Linked DNA regions of Capra hircus: region 1 is linked to region 2. The links are chromatin contacts, called in public Hi-C maps. All regions are on one chromosome and are shown on one strand. The core of a region is the stretch at or near the end of the contact, and the rest is flanking DNA. Distances in the headings are between cores, read along the strand shown. Region 1 overlaps PMF1 (polyamine-modulated factor 1). Region 2 overlaps LMNA (lamin).

Evidence for each region. Hi-C and Micro-C count contacts between places; a contact is called where the count stands out from the background.
Region 1: a contact with region 2 is called in a Hi-C map of blood, with 2.9 times the contacts expected there. The contact joins two enhancer-like sites. A contact is called at or near these places in 2 of 5 Hi-C or Micro-C datasets (both in blood).

Annotation. Positions count from the first base shown.
Region 1 is chr3:105,558,192-105,565,518 of ARS1.2, reverse strand. All of the region lies in intron 1 of PMF1 (polyamine-modulated factor 1), which reads right to left. Among named protein-coding and RNA genes, the nearest start is that of BGLAP, 9.3 kb to the left of the region's middle. Within about 2 kb of position 5,533, at least 1 of the 5 cell types and tissues checked has an H3K27ac peak or open chromatin away from gene starts, as enhancers often do.
Region 2 is chr3:105,477,445-105,484,818 of ARS1.2, reverse strand. LMNA (lamin) reads right to left here. Exons shown (of 13, transcript XM_018046279.1): 13 at 6,238-7,163. The coding sequence ends at 7,137. Among named protein-coding and RNA genes, the nearest start is that of SEMA4A, 7.0 kb to the left of the region's middle. Within about 2 kb of position 4,893, at least 4 of the 5 cell types and tissues checked have an H3K27ac peak or open chromatin away from gene starts, as enhancers often do.

The DNA of each region.
Region 1 (7,327 bases), core at 4,284-6,783, 80 kb before region 2:
ATGCCCGTTCTGTGGGCCTTAACTATACCCAGGTGAGGTTCCAGCCCCCAGCAACCACGGGGGCCTGGCCTGGGAGCAGAGTTTCTACCCTAAGGAGGCGGAGCAGGAAGAAGGAAAGAACCGGGCCTCAGAACATCATCAAGCTGCTGGAAACATCAAGCTGGAGCCATCCTACCTCAGGGCTTCTTGTTAGTGAGGTAATGGATTTCTCTTATTGTTTGTGCCATTTAAAATCAGGGCTCTGTCACTGGCAGCTGACACACTCCTTGTAGCTGCAAAGGTCAAAGGGTGCCCAGTACACTCCCGATGGCTGGCTCCTCTTCGACAAAGGAACTGAAGTAACTGAAACGAACTCTCATGGCTGTTTCCTCTCCCCCCTCCACCAGTCTCTGCCTGCTCTCTCAGGCTCTTCCCCTCCACAAGTGTTCTCTTAGCATCTGCTATGTGCTGGGTGCTCCGGGTCAGTGAGGCTGGCACGGGCCCCCTGGTGCTTCCAGTGGAGGAAGAGATGGCAGGAAGTACATAAACTCACATGTGAACATGGGGATGGTTACTAGTGGAGGGTGCTTGGAGGGAAAAGGGCCGGGAGTTAGGGGCTCAGAGAGTACACCGTGGGGATCACCTTTAAGTGTGGGGGTGGTCAGTGAAGGCCTCTCTGATGAATGTCAAGGGACCTGCAAAAAGTGGCTGAGGAGGTGTCCTGAAACACACCCCGAGGCTTCACTGTGGGCTCAGATAGTCCTCAGCCATCTGGGCCAGCTAGGGGCTCTGGACAAACAGGACGTTAGGTATCTGGAGCCCAGTGCGCAGGCCCCGCCGCAGCCAGGGCGTCGCTGCTGGGTCCTCCCTTTCTCACGGCTCTGGGCCTCCTGGCCCATTCCTGCCACCAGAACAGAGCCCTCTGAGGCAGACGCAGAGAGTGGCGCAGCGGTGTGCCGGAGCCAGCTCCCAGTGGCTGCAGGAGGCAACCGCTATATTGCCAGGAGATCTGTGAGGCAGTTGTTAAACACAGTAATTACTGAAAATTAAATTATGCAAGATCACAACGGATTATACTAAAAACAAAGGTACTGGGGCTTTCCTGGCCGTGCAGTGGCTAAAACTCTGCGCTCCCAGCGCAGGAGGTCCGGGTTTAGTCCCTGGTCACACAACTAGACCCTGCACGCTGCAACTAAGATCCAGCACAGCCAAATACATACATAAGCATTTTTCAAGAAAACCCACAGAGGTGCTAACTGCTCAAAACACACACTGTCCAAGTCATTCTACACATCTCCCTCTGCTCCGGAGGCCGACTCCATCCACGGCCTCCCATCCGTGGAAGCACTGCTGCCTGTCCCCCCTCTGCTGCATGTAGAGACGCTATGCTGCTAGGCTTATTTACACCTAGGAAGCGGGCAGACCCCGCAGGCCAGGGCTTTATTTCTGGAGAGCTGGCTGTACGCATCTACCAGCACACCTCTGGCTACGGGCGACTGTCTCCCATCCTCTTGAGGGTACACATTTGGTATCCGCGCACCTTGGGGGCAAAACCAAGGTACCAAATACAAAGATGACAGACGTCCTTTCACCCTCAGCAGAGCCCCAGACATCCTGTTGTTTGGCCGCTGGCCCCACGAGCCACGCAGTCTGCGGCTACATGGAGGAATGTGGAGGGACACACGACGCCTGACAAAGCGCGGCTGGAACGGAGACCGGGTAATTGTGGCTTGAAATGGGTCTGGCTCAGAAACGGGAGATCCTGTTCCTCCTCCCAGCCCACTCGCCTGGCGCATCTGAGCTGGGTGCATCTGCTCTCAGCCCAGGCTGGCAGCAGACAGGGCCCAGGGCAGGGGTAGGATAATTCTGCTCACCAGTGCCGCTGGTCAACTCTTCTGGCGTCCCCTTCCTGGTCTGTGAGATCAGTGAAAGTGACGGACCCAGAAACACGCACACTGATACAAACACACAATACAGAAAACATGCTCCGAGGATGTGGAGGGAGGACAGTCAGGCTGGAAGCGGGGAGGAACATGGTTTCTTTTCTTTCAGTTTCACTGAGATATAATTGACATATCGCACTCTGTAAGTTTAAGTGCACAGCATAATGACTTATATATACTGGTAAATGATTACCACGGTAAGTAAACATACACCATCTCCGAAACAAAAAGGACTTCCCTGGTGGATCAGATGATAAAGAATCCGCCTGCAATGCGGGAGACCTGGGTTCAATCCCTGGGTTGGGAAGATTCCACGGAGGACGGTATGGCAAGCCACTCCAGTATGCTTGCCTGGAGCATCCCCATAGACAGAGGAGCCTGGTGGGCTACAGTCCATGAGGTCACAAAGAGTCAGACATGACTGAGTGACTAAGCACACACAGAGAGACAAAAAAGAACACTGGATTTTCCTTGTTATGAGAACTTGTAGAATCTGCTTTTTAAACAGCTTTCACATATACCATATAGCAGTGATAACTGTAGCCATCAAGTTGTGTGGCGTCCCTAGTACTGATTTATCTTATAACTGGAAGCCTGTATCTTCAGACCACCTTCTTCATGCACTGCCTTCTCCCCTCAGCCCCCAGGGATTCCTTTCTTGAGAGCCAGTGCAGACTTGGGAATACTGGGAATGCTCTTGTAAATTTCCTGAAGAAACACACTCACAGAGAAATAGGAAAAATGATGCATTTTAGAAAACATTCACGGCCACTCCCGCCAAGTGTCAACTTTTATCTTCTCATGTAAATTCTAGTATCTCTGTGGATAGGGATGCCATCCACAATGGCGCTGGGATGTCCAGGGTAGCCAGAACAGTGTTAAATACACAGCAGCACTCAAGACAAGCTGCAGACCAGGTGAGTGCGACTAAGCTGAGGCCCAGGCTGCGCGGCCTCAGACGTGGTCCATTCCCAGCCACCTCCCCTACCCTGGACCCTAGGGTACCAAGGCTTGGGCTGCTTGATCAGAGGCGCCCTCTCCACAGAGCATCTCCATCAGCCTCTCTACCAAGCCCTCCTGTGCCCTGTGCTGGAATGGTCTTCTGGCCTTGGCCTCCCAAGAGTACACAAGGGGCCCTCCAGCTGTCTATGCCAGGTGAGTGTGCCAGCTCTAAGGACTGCCTGTCCTTTTGCCTGGGTTCACATCCTACCTCTACCACTAATCAGCTGAGTGACCCTGGACGACTTCTTTACCTTTATAAGCATCACTCTCTATCTCCATCAAACAGAAATAATAACTATCCATAAGTCACAAGATTACTGGTTAAATGAGGTTAAATATGTAAACACTTAGTACAGTGTACAGGGAAATGCTCCATGTTAGCTTCAATTGTTATCACTATTTTCAAAGCAACAGTCCTCACCACCCCCTGAAAAGTGCAGAACGCAGCCAGTGACTGTTCCCCAGGGCAGGGAAGTCTGAAAAAGGCAGGGGCTTAGTAAAGCATCTTGACTGCGACTGCATGTGCACCACACTGTGGTCCCACAAAATCGGCCGCATTTTTCATCAATGAAAGTATTTTCTTATTGGAGTATAACTGCTTTACAATGTTGTCACTTTCTGCTGTGTAAGAAGTGAATCAGCTGTGTTTACACATGCACCTGCTCCCTTAGACGCCCCTCCCACCCCCGCCGCACCCCACCACTCTAGGTCCTCACAGACCACCAAGCTCAGCTCCCTGGATTACACTGCAAGTTCCCACCAGCTGCCTGTTTGATACATGGCACTGTATTCACATCAAACCCCATCTCCCAATTCACCCCACCCTCTCCTCCCCCGCCACCCGCTGCTGCGCCCACGAGTCCACTCTCTGTCTGTGTCTCTGCTCCTGCCTTGGAACTAGGCATCTGCACCATTTTTCTAGATTCTTCATACACACTGGCTATACATAGAAAACACATATATCGTTAACATACGATATTTGTTTTTCTCTTTCTGACTTAAACTCTGTTCTGTATAGCAGATTCTAGGTCCATCGACACCTCTCCAATGACCCGATCCCGTTTCTTTCTGTGGCTGAGCAGTATTCCACTGTATACACGTGCCGTGTCTTCTTTACTCATTTCTCTGTCGATGGAGCCTGAGGTTGCTTCCATGTCCTGGCTATCATAAACAGTGCTGAAAGTAACTGTTCAAAACTGCATTTACTGAATTTCAAAACAGAGATGACTACACACTAACTGATTTTAACCTGTTTTTTTCTCTTATTATCCAATATCTGAGACACCATCACTGTTCCTGAACTCATCGAAAAAGCATGTCATTCACAGCACTAAAAATTCACTGCAAGGACTTCTCTGGTGGTCCAGGGGTTAAGATTCCACATCTCTAATGGGGGCCTGGGTTCGATCTCTGGTCAGGGAACTAGATCCTGCATGCTGCAACTAAAAGTCAGTGTTTCCAAATATAAAACAAAACAAACCCAAACAACCTCACTGTAAACTGAGTTTTCACATATGTTTAACTTAAAATATTTAAGGCCAGAATCAAGCTCTGGTGGCTAGTCAATCTGTCAGTTTACAGACGCAGATAAATTGTGCAGGAATGGAAAGTCAGAGGCACAGACAAGTAAACATGTGTACTAGATGGAGAAGGAAATGGCAGCCCACTCCAGTGTTCCTGCCTGGAGAATCCCAGGGACGGGGGAGCCGGGTGGGCTGCCGTCTATGGGGTCGCACAGAGTCGGACACGACTGAAGCGACTTAGCGGCAGCAGCAGTGCTAAAGAAACCTGGTGTGGCCTCCTCCTCCACGGTGCCCCGCTTGCTGCCTGCCTGTTCCACAGACTGTCCACCAGAGGGCGGGTAAGAGCCGGCGTTTTCGCTCAATAAAGGCATGGAGGGTGAAGACAGACCAATACAAATATACAGAAGCTGGGGAGCATTGTCACAGAAACCCATGCTCGCCACCCGCCACCTGTACAGCCGCCCTGCTTTATTAAGAAATGTTTCTCTAAAATGAAAAAAAAAAAAGAAAGAAAAGAAAAGAAAGAAATATTTCGCTGCTTGGTCTTTCCCCCTCACCCTTTTCAGCCTCAGGACTGAGAAAGGAAGAGGGAATAAAAACCAGAAGTGTTCCCTGATGAAAGTAAGAGGTCAGTTAGCTGCATGTAAATCCAGCCAGAACATCTGCTCACACCATACACAAAAATACACTCAAAATGGCTTAAAGACTTAGATATACGACCTAATACCAAATAACTCCTAATACAGAACATAGGCGAAACCTTCTCTGACATAAATCATACCAATGTTTTCTTAGGTCAGTCTCCAAAGGGAACAGAAATAAAAGCAAAAATAAACAAATGGAACCTAATCCAACTTACAAGATTTCGCACGGCAAAGGAAATCAGAAACAAAATGAAAAGACAACCTACAAAGTGGGAAAAAATATTTGCAAATGATGTGACCAACCACAGGGCTCCCTGGAGGAAGAAGTGTCCGAGAGCAGCAGGAGTCTGTGAGGGAAGGACAGAAGGCCCGGCAGCAGCATGAAGATCAGAGTGTACGCACGCCTGGGGGTGCAGATGCCGTGACGAGAAACACGCTCGGGGCACCGCCTGAGCCAGGCACTGTTCCAAGCCCTCTATACGAAGCAACGCACTTAGTCCTCATGATAACTGAGGAAGGGTCTGTTCTCACCATGCCCATTTTTCAGATGCAGACGCTGAGGCAGAGAGGAGTCTGCCCAAGGTCACAGAGCTGGGACATGGTGGAGCCATCAGCTCTGGGTCAGGTGTCCTTGGCCTCCAAGACACACAGTCTGCAGGCTGGTGGGTCAGACACACAAAGTCTATACCGTATCATGATAGAAAGAGCTGGAAGAGGGGGCTTTGGGCAGGGGTGGGACAAGATCAGATCTGTATGTTAGAAACCCCCTCTGGCTGCTGGGAGGGGGGACTAAGGAGGCACAGCTGAGCTGACGGCTGACTCGAGCAAGGCTGACACAGCAAGGACAGAGTGAGATGGGTGATCTGGGAACACACGAAGAGCAGACAATCAGCACGATGGGCTGGAGCCGCACACCACAGTCTGGTGAGTCACAACCACACTTCAGAAACTAGCCGCTGCCAGCCGCACGCATCATCTGCACATTCGAAGAGCGTGAGATATTTCTGAAGCACTTAATCAGAATATTTTAAATATCAAACCACTCTTTTTCCTGTGAAGAACTGCTGCCATGAACACCAACAGTCGCTGCCGTGCGCTCAGAGCTCTACCAGTTCACGTACATGTGCGATTGGCTCTCCTTCCTCGGTCCCTGCCAGACACAGGCTCCAAGTCAGTTTCTACAAACCACCCTCCACAGCATGTGTCGGGCAGGAAGACGGGACCGGACAGGCACTGGGCCGGGCTGGCACCTCAGAACTCAGGAACGGCCGGTCACCTCTCCCTCCCTCAGTGCCCCCGGGACGGACACCACTCGTGGCACCGCTGCTGGGGGCTGTGGGTACCTGCGGCAGATGGGGCGTTCCCCCCAACAGTGCTAACTTCAACCGGGGCCCCACCAACACCAACTCTAAGCAACTGCCTCTCTTGGCGGGCCCTGATTTACAACAAAACACAGCAAACCTCATCTACTTGCTCTAGCTAAACAGGAAAACAGCTGTTTCTCAGAAGGTCCAGGAGGCTGTATGGACAGAGAAGAACCCTTCGTTTTCAGAAGACAAGGGGAGGTCGCATGTGATAAGCTCCAGCAGGGCCACATTTCTATGTCCTGAAGCCTGAGAGAGGACAGATTCGGACGTCTCTGCCTCATGATCCAGTGACAGGAAGACACCCTAACGGAAGACGGGGGTGTGGGTCTGCAAGACCTGACAGCCCAGCAGGGCCAGTATCTTCCAGTCACCCTGGAGTGTATCATGTAATCTGCCCCTCTGGTCAAGCTAACATGGATGGAAAAATATGAGTTGTAGGGGAATCCAATCTGCACTTTAAAATATCCCTTAGGCTAACTGACATGTGAACAGGCCAGCTTTTACTATGCAGAGATTCCTGTCCTCTGTATAAGTCCTTGGTCTTTGGGATTGAGGACTTTCAGTGACTCGGGAGAGGGTCAAGCATTTGGACACATCTTAAAAGGCTGTATTCATACATGACATTTGTTGAGCCCTTTCTATGTGGAAGCCAGCCATCAGTTCCTACTTAACTGAATGAGGGGAAGGGTGTTCTAGCAATGAGGAAAAGCAAGTGGAAAGAGCGGGCGGCAAGGGTGCGGGACAGCAGCAGCTCTCAACGCCTAAAAATTTACGTGCGTGTGTTTGCACACCAAGTGTGCCCTGCTGCACACCCACGGCCCTGACCATGGCTGGAGAGATGGGAAGGGCCAAGGCATGAATGGCCTTTA
Region 2 (7,374 bases), core at 3,644-6,143:
GGACAGGAGGACCAAAGTAGGGGGCCTGACACATCCCCTCTTCCTCCAGAAACCCCCAGACTCCTCAGTCTAGCCTTTTCCTCATCCCTTGTGACCCTCATTTTGGCCACCCAGCTTATGACTACCACTTCCTCAAATCCTGGCCCCTATTTTCCCTTGGGTCCTTGCCCACTTCCTCCCCCCTTCCCCATATTCATGCCACCCCAGTCTCCGGTGGGAGCTGCCAGCTGGCACTGACCGGTACTAAGCAGGGAGACTCAGCCCAAGGATTGTAAGGGCCCCGAGGCCTGGCCCAGAGGGGGCGGGGAGGCCAGCACCTCAGAGTCCATCCAGGTTGGCCGGGGTGGGTGGGGAGCAAGAGGCACCCTCCCCTCTCAGCTGCCTTCTAAGTCTTGCTTCCTCCACCCCCCCTGGCTGGGCAGGGGGCACCGAGGCATTGGAGAGACTGAGAGACAAAGGGTCCTGTCTCAGCCCCTCCCTCTCCTGCTCCCTGATAGGCTGTCAGGGTGGTGACATGGAAAAGGAAAATGGCTTAGCCAGTTACTTCTGGGCCTGGAGGGGCAGGGGGCAGCTGAGAGACACACACATATCAGGAGAGGGGGAAAGAAGTGGGAACTGAAAGACATCAGTGAGCCAGCAGAAAACCTCAGCGCTCATATCACTGCTCTGCTCAAAAATACCCCCTGGCTCCCCAGGGTCCTGGGGATTGATCTCAGGCTCCCTGATGGTGTTCCAGGCCTCCTCTCATCCCTTCAGCCTGGGAAGGCTCGGCCCAGCCCACCTGGACTCTGCCTTTCCTCAAGTATCGGTTTATTATGTTTTCTGTATCCTTTTTTCTTATTCTTTTGTTTTTCTTCTTTTTTTAAATGAGAAAAAAAATAAAAAATATTTTTTAAAATGAGAAAAAATTCACTTTTAGTCTTTTTCAAGTTTTGGTTTAAATTGCATCCCGTACCTGGGATGGTGTTTCTTCTCATTTCTACCTGGTAGAAAACTTCCCACCTTGCCATGCCCTTCTCCCAAAGGATCCCTTCCTCTGCAAAGTCCTCCTGGGTCCTCCCACAGTATTCTGAGTTGCCGCACTGTCTTCTGGGAATCAGGAGTCCTAGGCTCCTCCAGCAGTGAACTGGGTGACTTCAGGTAAACCTCTCGTTCCTCTGGGTCTCTGCTGCCTCGCTTAATACGGGGCTACTAATAGCCTGCCCCCTAGTGGTGAATGTGCAAATTGGTTCTATCGCTTTGGAAGCAATTTGGCTGGAGGTCTCAGGTTCTCCAAAAGTGCTCACACTGAGTCTATTTCTGAGTCTATGAATTTACAAATACTTATAAAGCACCTACTATGTTGTCAGACACTTCACTAGGTACTGGAGATTCAGAAAGATAAAAACACCTGCCCTCAGATGTATGTATTCCGGTATGGAAGACAGATGATGAACAGATACACACAAGAAATACGTGCAGTGAAAGTGAAGCTGCTCAGTCGTGTCCGACTCTTTGCGACCCCATGGACTGTAGCCTACCAGGCTTCTCCGTCCATGGGATTTTCCAGGCAAGTGTACTGGAGTGGGTTGCCATTTCCTTCTCCAAGGGATCTTCCCATCCCAGGGATCGAACCCAGGTCTCCTGCACTGTAGGCAGGATGAGCCAGCAAGAAAGCCTGAAATATGTGCAGTGATGTTAAATGCACTAGAGGAGAAATAAACCAGGGAGGGTGGCTCGGAAATTGTCAGGCTGAGAATGAGAAGGGGTGTGTGCGTGCTCAGTTGCTTAGTCGTGTCCAAGTCTTTGTGACCCCATGGGCCCCGCCAGCCTCCCTTGTCCAAGGGATTTTCCTGGCAAGAACACTGGAGTGAGTTACCATTTCCTCTTCCAGGGGATCTTCCCATCCCAGGGATTGAACCCACGTCTCCTGAATCTCCTGAGCTGCAAGCAGACGCCTTCTCACTGAGCCACCGGGGGTATCCATGAGCAGGAGGATGCTATTCATTAAATTTGGTCAAGGGAAGTTTTACTGGGTGGGGGGGGGTGGGGAGGTGATATTTGAATAGAGACCTGAAGAAAGTGAGGGAACAAGCAAGCAGATATTTGATTGGGAAAGTGGTCCAGGCAGAGGGAACCGCTTGTGCAAATATCCTGAGGCAGGCGTGCGCTTGGTGTGTTCTAGGGAGTGTCTGGGTAGTCACTGAAGTTGAGTGTAGTAACCATGAGGGAAAGCAGGGAGAGACGGGCTGCAGGAGTTGTCACGCCTGGCTTTGCATGCCATTTTGAGAACTTTGGCTTCTACACTGAGTGCTTTGGAAAGGCTCTGGAGGGTTTTGAGCAGAGGAGTGACCCAACTATTAAAGGACCACTCTGCTACTGTGTGCAGAATAAAGTGTACGGAGCACAGGCAGGAGACCGGTTAGGAAACTGACCCCATAACCCAGACAGGAGATGGTGGTGGTGGTGGTAGTGGTGAGAATGAACTGGATTCCAGATATATCTTAAAGATGGAGTTGGCAACATTCACTAATGGACTGAACTTGAGGTATGAGAGGACAAGAGGAGTTAAGGACAAGCTCCAGGGTTTTTGACCTGAGCACCTGGAAAGAAGGGTGGTCATTGGCTGAAGTGGAGGAAATTATAGGCAGAGCAGGTAAGAGTCCATTATGAATGGAACAGAGGGGTAGAAACCAGCATATCAGTTCGGGGCATACTAATTTTCAGATGCCATTTGACTTCAAGTGAGTATTCAGGTCCTGGGTCAGGGCACAGGAATAAGCTAAGGATTTATGGAGGGCGTTTAAAGTTGTGAACCTGGAGGAAGATTCTCAGGGCCTAAGCGCAGACAGAGGAGAGAGGATTGAATGCTAGGTCACTCTCTCTGTCAGGGGTCAGGGAGAAGAGGATGATTCAGCAATACTGGTTGAGCAGTGACAAGCAGGGTCAAAGAAGCTGAAGGCTGAGAAGTGGCCGCTGGGTTAGCAGCACGCAGGTCACAAGGACCTTGCCAAAGCAGTCGTTTTGAAATGAAGGAGGAAGCAGGTCAGCAGCTGAGAGTTAGGAGAGGAAGTTTGAAGAGAGAGGAGAGGTGTGAAATGGTCATCTGGAGAAAAGGATGACTGAGTTCAAAACAGCAATAGCAGGGGAGGAAGTCCCAGGGGTGTGTGGTCATGAATTTAAAGTAAGATTCTGTGCTAAGAAACTCCCTGAAATATTTACAGAAAAGTGATTCACTGCTTCATCATTTACAATCATAAAATTGAGAATTAATCTAAATGTCCGGGGGAGGGGGTGGTTAAATGAAGTGTCCATTCATTCAGCCACTAAAAATGGCTGCAAAATATCTGCAAAACACATGACTTGATAGCTGTGGAGAGATAAAACTGAGAGAAAAATCTTCCTCCCTGATCTTAAGAACTGATATGAGAAAGAGCCTGCCAATAGAAAGATGAGCAAAAGGGATAGAAATGAGTTATTCACACCAGAAGAAAAGTAAATAACCAATGTATGTGGATGGAGAAAAATTTTCGACTTCTCTTCAAAGAAATGCAGTCTGAAACACTAATGAACTGCAACTGTTTTCCTAACAGGATGGCAAAGATTAAAACTGACAAAAATCCTGGTGTTGGGAAGAGTTTGGGGGCAAAGTGGGCTCTGCTGCAGGTGAGAATGGTAAGGACCCAGTTTCTCTGGGTAACACTTAGCAATATTATCAATAGCCTTTATAACATGTATACCTTTGATTCAGCTAGTTCCCTTCTTGGAATTTATTTCATTGACATGCCCAGAGATGTGTGCAAAGATACCCTGTTCCAGGACACATTATTTATAAGAACCAGGAGAAAACTGTAAATATATGTATATAAGTTGAAAAAAAAAATGCTTGAAGGCCTCCCTCCATGGTATTCACAGAGGTTATCTCTGAGTAGTGGAAGTATAGATGGTTATTGTTTTTTTTCTTGTTCTACCTTCTCTATAATGATCAAGTATTACTTTAGTTAGTGTCTGTTAATGAAAGTTGCTCAGTCGTGTCCAACTCTTTGTGACCCCATGGACTGTACCGCTAGGCTCCTCTGTCCATGGAATTCTCCAGGCAAGAATACTGGAGTGGGTGGCAATTCCCTTCTCCAGGAGATCTTCCCACCCAAGAATCGAACCCAGGTCTCCCGTATTGCAGGTAGCTTCTTTACCATCTGAGCCACTAGGGAAGCCCCAAGTATTACTTACACGATAGGAAAAGAGTGGATGCTATTTAAAAATAACCCATATGGGGGAATTCCCTGGTGGTCTAGTGGCTAAGACTCTGTGCTCAGTGACAGGGGGCCCGGGTTCAATCCCTGGTCGGGGAACTAGATCCCACACGCTGCAACTAAGACCTGGCACAGCTAAATAAGTTAATTAAAATAATTTATAATTTAACTTAGAAAATGAAAATAATGCTTATAAACTTTGAAATAACATTGGAAAATGCTGATGCACGTCAACTGAGTAAAGCAGAATTAAAGTTTAAACCACGGTGAGGTCTTAACTATGTAAAGTGTATGTTCAGGGGGAAAAAAAAATCTGAAGGAAGATCCATCAGGAGGTTCCCTCTGGGTGACTGAAAAGGGATGGGTTCGTTTTTTCTTCTTTTCGTAATTACTTGTGTTTTTTCCGTTTTACTACAGAGTATATGTTATACGTTAAGAAGAATGACCAAATCGTTAATAGTCACGTGCGGTCCGCTGAGAGTCACATGAGGTAACCACGTGTGTGACGCACCCGCTGGGCGGAGCTGGAGCTACCAACTCTCCTGCGCGGTCAGCTTGCCCCGGGTTTCGTGGACCTGCCTTGCCCTCTGCCTCGCTCAAGAGCAGGGACGCTGCCTGCTAGCCCGGCCCTCAGTGCTTCCAGCGCGGAGCCCCGCAGTGTTCAAGCTGCCCGGGAACCCACGCCGTGAGCGCGGCTCTGGCGCCCCCAGGTGTCAAGTCTGGGAAGTCCATATGGACGGTCCCATTTAGAAAAGACGGGAACTCCATTGACGCCCAAGTCCCATATTCCCTGGGACCCCTGAGTCCTTGCCTGGGACTGAGAAAGGATTTCCTTCTTCAGAACCACCCTCCCCAGAAAAGGACCACTTCCTCAAGTCCATGCCCTATCCTCTCCGCATCCTTTTCCCTGGCTTGAGCCCCTAGGGAACCAGGACTTTCCAGCAGGACTTCAGAGGTTTTTCTGATCTCATTCATTTTGCTTTCTCCAATTCTTTTTCCCACAGCCCCAGGCATGCTCTTTTTCTCACAACTTTTGACTGCAGGCTCAACTCATCTGCCACAGGGAACGCAAACTTATATTTTACCATCACTGTTTTGTTTTGTTTTGTTTTCCCAGAAGGGGAGCATAATGTCACAGAAGCAGGGGTCTGCAGCCAGGACCCTGGGTTCTCTCTGCCATCTAGTAACTGTGTGGTCTTGTTAACTCTGAGCCCCCATTTCCAGGGACAAAGGGGACAATAACCACCTGTCAAGACAGCAGAGGGTCAAATGAAATAGCACAGAGATGCTTTGGAACCTATAAAGGGCCAGAGAAGGGTTGGTCCCTGTAGCTCATTTTCCCTGCTTGAGGTCCTTTCCCTCAGTCTGGTTTCCCCATTCCCCTACATTAGAGGCCTCCCCCTGAGGCTCCGACTCCACCTGACCTATACCTTTGTCCCCAGCAGTCCACTGGAGTGTAAGATCCCTGAGAACACTGAGTACACGGTCTTGTCCATTTCCCTGTCTCCGAGGTGAGCACAGTCTGGCGCAGACGGACATTAACTGCGTGCTTGCAAAGTCAGTCCTGCCCCTTTCCTGCTGACTCCCTCCTCCCCATCTGCCCTTGCCCCGGGTCCTGAGACGTCACCCGTCCTCAGACTGGGTCTGTATCATCCTGTGTCTTGGTATTCATGCTGAGCTCAGGGTCTAGCACAAAGAAGGTTCTTGCTAAGTGCTGGCTGGTTGAAGGAAGTCAGGAAGGAAATGCCTGCCCTCAGGCTCTGCCTCTCTGTGGGACTCACGGAGACAGCCCTGCACTGGGTGGGCAATGCTCATGTCAGAACGTCTCCCCAGCAGCCACTGCTGGGTGCCCAGCTGTGCACCTGAAGCTCTGCGGTCTTTGTCTCCCTAGAGCAAGGGGGAGGCTGGGCGGCGTGAGGATGCAGGTGACCGAGTGACATGTGTATGGGACCCTCAGAAAACACACAAGGACACCCACCAACAAAGACACCACGGCAGCCAGGGATAGAAACAACTAGTGTATTGATTCAGGGAGGAGAGAAGTGGTGCAGATGGGAAACGGGAGGCAAGGGGCTCCTTAGTGTTTGCCGAAACCCACTGCCGCAAGCCCTCCACACCTCCTCCCCTTCCTCCCCTTCGGTGGGGCCCCAGCAGGCTCTCCCCTTTCCTAGTAGGCCTCCCTCTCCCTCCTCCCCTACACCCACGTGACCTTGATCGACCTCCAGTGACTGGGCAGAGCCCACCCCTGGCTCTAAAGCTAGGTGAAGGCAGGCTCAGACTAACTTTATTCTACCTCCTTCTACCTCCCGCCTCATTCCCATCTCTTGTCTAAATAACATACAGAAGAAGCAAACGCAGCTGGGACCTGGGAGAATCGAGTCACCCCGGGGCTGGGGAGGGGGGGGGGAGGGCAGGCGGAGGAGCCTCTGCTGGGGGTAGTGGAACGATGGGGGCCGGCCCAGGGGCGAGGCTCAGCCCTCCTCCCTTGGAGGCTGGCGGAGCAGACTCCACACCTGCCTCTCAGGCACCATGTCACCGGGTCCCCGGGATGTGGGTGGCGGGCAGGGCAGAAAAGCAGAAACGAGGCTTTGTAAAAGCATCCCCTCTCCTCGGCTCCCTCTTTGGTTTTAAGGCAGATACGGAGTTTCTCGGAAGCAGGGAGAAAAGGGGGGGAATTGAGAGAGATGCGCGCGGGTTTTTTTGGCTTATGTTTTTCCTTCGGTATAAAACCACTGTAGAAAATAACTTCTCTTAGAAAAACAAAAAACAAAACATAGAAGAAAAAATAAAGGGGTATTTTTCTTTGGCTTCGAACCCCTTCCCGTGAGGCGCAGGGCAGGGGTGGGCATGAGGTGAGGAAGAAGCATGGGCCTCCGCCCCCACCCCTGCCTGGCAGGTCCCAGGTTACATGATGCTGCAGTTCTGGGGGCTCTAAAAGAGAGGAGAGCGGGAAGCGGTGTGAGTGGCAGTGCTTGGCCGAACCCTCCCTTCCCCTCTTAACCCAGCCCCGCCCCTGCCCTCCAATCTGGGGCTCAGACAGGAGGGGCAGGACGCAGGAGCAGCAGCCGCTCTCTAGGATCTTGGGCTGCGGGGAGGAGGCTCCCACTCCCCCGGGCTGCGGAAGAGAAGGCTCTCCCTCCCA